Linked DNA regions of Sus scrofa: region 1 is linked to region 2. The links are chromatin contacts, called in public HiChIP or PLAC-seq maps. All regions are on one chromosome and are shown on one strand. Each heading gives the region's core, a stretch centred on a gene start, on an enhancer-like site or on the middle of the called end of the contact. The rest is flanking DNA. Distances are from core to core; before and after follow the strand shown.

Region 1 (2,979 bases), core at 368-2,867, 250 kb before region 2:
GGCAGCGGGAAATACAAGTGCTGCCATGGCCTAAACAAAACTGTCAACCTTTTAAACTTCCGGCTGAATGGGCAAGGAGGAGGCGGGTCAGGTGTTGGGAGGCGAGTTGGCACATTTACCCCCCAGACACCATTTTGAAATGGGGCAGTTTAGCAGCTTCCTAACTGAACAAACAGGAAGCCTGTTAAAAATGCCATTGTGCCTTCCCGCCTGTGCTGTTAGAACTGTGAAATGACCAAGTCCACGGAGCTTTGCCAAGGCGAGATACCTAGGGACGTGCAGCTGCCGGGGGCCACCTGTGTCTGGCTGAGTCCAGCCAGGCGATTTCCTCTGCAGGGCACCCCCACCACGGAAGCACGGGGGTCCACACGGTCAAGGGCAGGCAGAGGACTTGAAAGAGATAGGTGGGAATTAGGACACCTCCTGCCTCGTCCCTGCTCGCAGCTCTTCCTCTGCTTTAGCCACAATCAGGAATTCGCCTCTGCCCAACCCCCAACCTCCGAAATGGCCTGGCTGGGAACCAAATCCCATAGGGAGCACCTGCCTTCCACTGTTGTCGCCCAGACACAATGCCCCACATGCTAGTTGGCAGCAGAGAGAAAAGAGGTCCTTTAAAGAAAAGTCCCTGGCGTTATTAAGGAGGGCAGTGCTGCTGCTGTGCGCGCTCTTTCTCCAGTCTTCTTTTTCTCTCTCCCAGACCCCTAAAGTTTTACACATGTCCGGGGCTACTCTACTGTCAATCAAACAATGAATAAGAGAGCTAGCCCTCTTCTCTGGGGCCACGGCCTCTGTGGATAACAGGTGCATAGGTGTGTATGTGTGTGTATGTAGGGGTGTGTAGGGATGTGTGTACAGCTGCATGTAGGAGTGTGTGTAAGGATTTCTGTGCCGGTTTCTCTGTGTGTGTATGTGTGCAGGAGTGTGTGTGTGCAGGTGTCTGCATATGTGTTAGGAACAGAACAAGGCTGGAGGGGCACGGGTCAAGGTGGGGGGGGGCGTGTCACGCTCAACTGCAGGATGCTTAGCCGGATGGGGCATCTCCCCGGGGTCCCTGTGCCTGCGCTGTGTGGGGCGGGGCGGCGGGGCGCGAGGCGGGGTGCGGGGGAGGCGGTGAGGCTCTTGCTGGAGGACCCTGCTGCTTCGGGACCTCATGGGAACATCTTCGCGTGACAGTGCTTCGCTGGCCGCAGGACGACAGTCCAACCCTGGCATTGCCACCATCACCCTCGTGCCTGAAAAGCAGGCCCCGTGTTCGTGTTTGAGCCACACGGGGCTGTCCGTTTGTCCGTACGCCTGTCTGTCCGTCTGTCCGCCGGGCCTCTCCCGGCCCATCCGTGGTGGCTCCCTGCCAGGCCCGCCCGCCGTGGCAGACAGTGAGGCTCTGTGAGTCGGTCTCCTGTGGGCAGCTGGATGTTTTTCTATAGAGGGGACTCGTCATTAGAGGCCCCAGAGGATGAGGGGAGGCACCTTGGGCTGTTTTCCTTTCTCTTTGGCCCCCATTTACTTCTCCGCTCGGAAGGAGCACGGCCACCGGCCGGTGCCCGCAGTTCACTTGTCCTGGTGAAGGCAGCTTGACAGCTGCATAAATCACGCCGTGATACCACTAATAGGTCGCTGCCTGAGACTGTACCGGACCACCCAGGCGCAGCTCCCAGCCTCCGAGGCTGCACACAAATACAGTAATGCAAATCGCTTAACCCTTTGTTACTCCGCAGCACTGGGACAAACGGGTCCCAACGTCCTCTCGCCTCCCGCTGCCAGTCCCCCAGACCAGCCGCATCTGTTCCTCACCTCTCCCCCCAAAACCCCCCACCTTCTTACACCTCCCTGCCCCACCCCACATTCTTCCATTCTCTCTGAGTGCAACTGAGCCTGTGTCCTTCGCAGGGGACGGAAGGACCAGGGCTCTGCCAGGGCTTTGCGGCGACGTGAGATGGCATTGGCTCGGGGGAGCAAGGGTGGGGGGGCGGTGAGCGGCAGAGCGGGAGGCAGAGGCTGCGGCTGAGCGCACAAGATTCTGGCCCATGTAACCTCAACCCCTACTTCTTAGCTTCAAGGGTGGTTTCCTGCACAGTCTGGTGACAGGTATCCCAGACCTCTGTCTTGGATGCAGAAGGGAAGGTACAGTGTGCAGTGAAGATGCCTCCAGCAGAGGTTCTCTCCAGCTGTGTTTCTCAAGTGCTAACAGTGGTCTGGGGATGCAACTGGTGCAAGGTGCCAGGACCCCAAAGAGAATGAGCACATCCTGCTGTCTGGAGCTCACAGTCCTGTAATCCCCAATGTGACAAGGCATCCTCCAGCTGGCCCTCCCATTAGGAACTGTCTTCTGAACTGCCCCCTTCTGAATCTCCTGCAGTGCAGCTGGCCTCCATCTGCGCCCAGCGCCCAGGCTGCTCCTCCAAGGGGCCTTTGCATTATTAGCTGTTGGTTTTTTTTAATTGTTATTATTATTAGTATTATTTTTAGGGAATCTAAGAAAAGTGTGGCTTCCTCCTTCACATCCTTCAAGTCTTGGCTCAGATGCGATCTACTCGGCCAAGACTTCAGCACTGCAACTAATTTATAGGCACTGCTATCCCTCTTTTCTACTTTCTTTTTCTTTACAGCAATTAACCACTTTGAAACACGCTGAATAATTTTCTTCTTTATTTGGCTTATTGTATGCTTTCCCCTCTAGCACCTCTAGCACAGAAATTCTTTGAGGGTAAGAACTTGCAATTGTTTGGTTCACGGATGTATCCTGGATGACTAGATTATTGCTTCTACATAAAGCTCATGCTTGATAATATTTGTTGAGTGATTGAATGTTATAACATTGGAACAAGCCATGAGCCCTGGACACCTTGGGGAAATAGTGATGATTAGCTTATGGGGGCTGGAGAGGGGGTCATGGGTCCCAAATTTATTAACCTGGGGGTCCATCTTCTTGCCAAGAAGTTGGAAACCATAGGAAATTAAGGGGATTCACTTCCTTTTTGT
Region 2 (2,942 bases), core at 428-2,927:
AACCAAGTCTCTCATGGTAGCATTTTGTTGAGATGGTCCTTTTTCCTCTCCATTCCATCCCCATTAAATCCAGTGGTTCCCTCTCAGCCTCACCCACCTCTCTGCTCTCATTACCTCCCTCTTCATATCATCTGCTTCAGTCGGGGAAATCATAGAAGTTCTGGGTTTGGGAGTTCCCGTCGTGGCGCAGTGGTTAACGAATCCGACTAGGAACCATGAGGTTGCGGGTTCGGTCCCTGCCCTTGCTCAGTGGGTTAAGGATCCGGCGTTGCCGTGAGCTGTGGTGTAGGTTGCAGACGCGGCTCGGATCCTGCGTTGCTGTGGTTCTGGTGTAGGCCGGTGGATACAGCTCCGATTAGACCCCTAGCCTGGTAACCTCCATATGCTGCGGGAGCTGCCCAAAGAAATAGCAAAAAGACAAAAAAAAAAAAAAAAAGAAGTTCTGGGTTCGGCAGGAAGCTCTGCTCATAGTCTTGTTTTGACCAAGCATTTACTCTCCATTGGAGCCCTTTGTATTTGCCTCAGGGATCAGGATTTGGGAAGCTAAAGCCAGGAAATCAACATTTATTTTTTTTTCTCAGCTTCAGCCCTGTCACATCAAGCCCTAGAGGCAATGAGAACAGAGCCTTAACTAAGCTCTTTGAACAGAGGACAAATAAGCCATTGCTTACTATTTCACAATTCTTATGATGCCACAGATTTCTGAAACATCTTGTTTGGAATATCAGCTACGGCCCATTAAGTAAAGTAACCTCAACTGTGACACACCTGTTACTGAGCCAAGGCTCTTTTTTTTTTTTTTTTTTTTTTTTTTGTCTTTTCTAGGGCCGCACTCATGGCATATGGAGGTTCCCAGGCTAGGGGTCTAATCAGAGCTGTAGCCGCCAGCCTACACCACAGCCACAGCAACGCCAGATCTGAGCTACTTCTGCAACCTATACCACAGCTCACAGCAATGCTGGATCCTCAACCCACTGAGCAAGGCCAGGGGTCGAACCCAAAACCTCATGGTTTAGTCAGATTCGTTAATCACCGAGCCACGACGGGAACTCCAAACCTAACCATTTTAGAAGTATTTTGTTTTTATTTTCTCTCTGAAGTGGTTAGCCAAGATAGGACTTCATTTCCCTCTCTTTTGCAAGGCTTTGCAAGAAGGACCACTTACCATCAATTTTGCTTTTTATTCAATGGATTTTGCACTTTCCCTTCAAGCTCTGTTTCGGCTAAAGTCAAAGTATTCAACATTTTCTAGAAGATGCTATCATGGGTTGTTAGCAGGCAGAAGTTAATGCCGCTGTGGTTCTATATTTTCTTCATGGGGTGATAGAAATTTCACCAGTTCTTTGAGGAACACTGAAAATTTGGCTTTACACTTGGGGCCTCTGTCACCCAATACTTTAAATAATCTTCCAAATGTCAGCTGTAATGCTATCTCTCCCTGCTGAGACAAAGGTGGGCCTAAAATGAGCTAGAAAACGACAGCTGGATCGATCAGGCGTTCTTCAAGGAAGATGCCAGAAAATCTTGATTAATACCATCGTTCCCTCTGGAATTAATTTTCAGTTCTCCTATCAGGTGTGTTGATAGAAAGCGGTCAGACAGTTCTAGTCATTGCTTCGGATTCCGGTGCTGTCCTTCATCAGGGCCTCTAATGAAGTCTGAGCTGTAGCCTGGGGTTGATGCCAGACTGGAATGCAGGGAGGCTGAAAGCTGACACCAGTTCAACCAAGCAAAGGGCCTTGGCTAAGGTTGTCTCCATGACAACCTGAGTGTTTTCCTGGTGATGCATTTACACAACAGGGTTAAAGTTCTGTGAAAGCAACAGCTGTTGTAAAAACAGTATATTAAATATGTTTAGGACTGTAAAATGGGCATTCTTTATTGTGGCATTTCATTTGAGGAAATTCTGCAAATGCACAATGGATTTTAAAACAGAATTGCTAAGTGGCAGGATATTTCTTTGGTCAAATCTCTATTTTATTCTTGTTTCTGAAAGGGAGCAGGAGAACATTTCTGATGATCTTTTTTTCCCCTGTCATTTATTTCTTGTAAAATTATCTTCTCACATCAAAGTATTCAACCTACAACCTCGGATCCCTTCATACTGGCCAGTATGTTTGCAATAAGTCACCTGGCAAATAACTTTGGAGAAGGAAAGCAATCTATGAGCCCTGTAACTGAAATCATTTGTCATGCTTCTTATTGGGGTTTGTTCTTTTCTACTCACAAGCTTTCAGTTTTTCATGCTGACTGATCATTCGGACAGGTATTCGAAAAACAAAACAAAGAATTTTCCAACAGTCCGAGAAAGACATTGATTTTTTTACAATAGAAACTTCTTTGTCTGCTTCTGGCAAATCTTATGCCCCCAGGTTGATGAGACGGACGATACCCAGATTTGCAAGAGGGAAACCGAACGTAATTCAGAATTCTGCCAGTTGGTGAGCAACTCTGTGGCATTATGAACAGAGTGACCCCACCATCCAGTTGTCATGGACATCTGGAGTTCACTGTTAAAATCAATAACATCTTGGCAGACCAGGACTGGTTGGTCACTCCCACCTTCAAAAACATTGGGCAACATCTGTTAGTATGCCAGACTCTGTACTAAGGGAATGGGATCCAGAGTCAAATAGTCCTCACTCTGTTCCCATCTCCCCCGGTTATTTAGTGAAAAAATGTAGTGAATAAATTTTGGCTGTCTACCTGAGTATGTGCATATCTATAATAAGAGGTGATAAAAGGCGTGCCTTCCTTTCCGGGGTGTTGTGAGCCAAGGCACGAGGGCATGGCAGGACCCCTTTCTGCCCCAGGTTGCCATCTTGGTTGGGCTGGAGTGGCCATTTGCCGGGGGCCTCCTGTTTTCCTCCTCTCCTGGCACTGAGTGGCCAGCATTGGCCAGGCAAGCCCATTCAAGAGGTGCCCCTCCTGGAGCCTAGAGG

The links. HiChIP or PLAC-seq counts read pairs in DNA pulled down with a chosen protein or histone mark.
Region 1: a contact with region 2 is called in an H3K27ac HiChIP or PLAC-seq map of skeletal muscle. The contact joins two enhancer-like sites. A contact is called at or near these places in 2 of 47 Hi-C or Micro-C datasets (embryonic fibroblasts and liver) and 1 of 2 datasets of contacts at active chromatin or transcription factors (skeletal muscle).

What each region holds. Positions count from the first base shown.
Region 1 is chr10:28,829,984-28,832,962 of Sscrofa11.1, reverse strand. No RefSeq gene overlaps it. Among named protein-coding and RNA genes, the nearest start is that of ZCCHC6, 160 kb to the left of the region's middle. Within about 2 kb of position 1,617, at least 12 of the 83 cell types and tissues checked have an H3K27ac peak or open chromatin away from gene starts, as enhancers often do. A contact at or near this core is called in skeletal muscle, where this site is marked.
Region 2 is chr10:28,582,341-28,585,282 of Sscrofa11.1, reverse strand. All of the region lies in intron 1 of LOC110255610 (a long non-coding RNA gene), which reads right to left. Among named protein-coding and RNA genes, the nearest start is that of GAS1, 75 kb to the right of the region's middle. Within about 2 kb of position 1,677, at least 25 of the 83 cell types and tissues checked have an H3K27ac peak or open chromatin away from gene starts, as enhancers often do. A contact at or near this core is called in skeletal muscle, where this site is marked.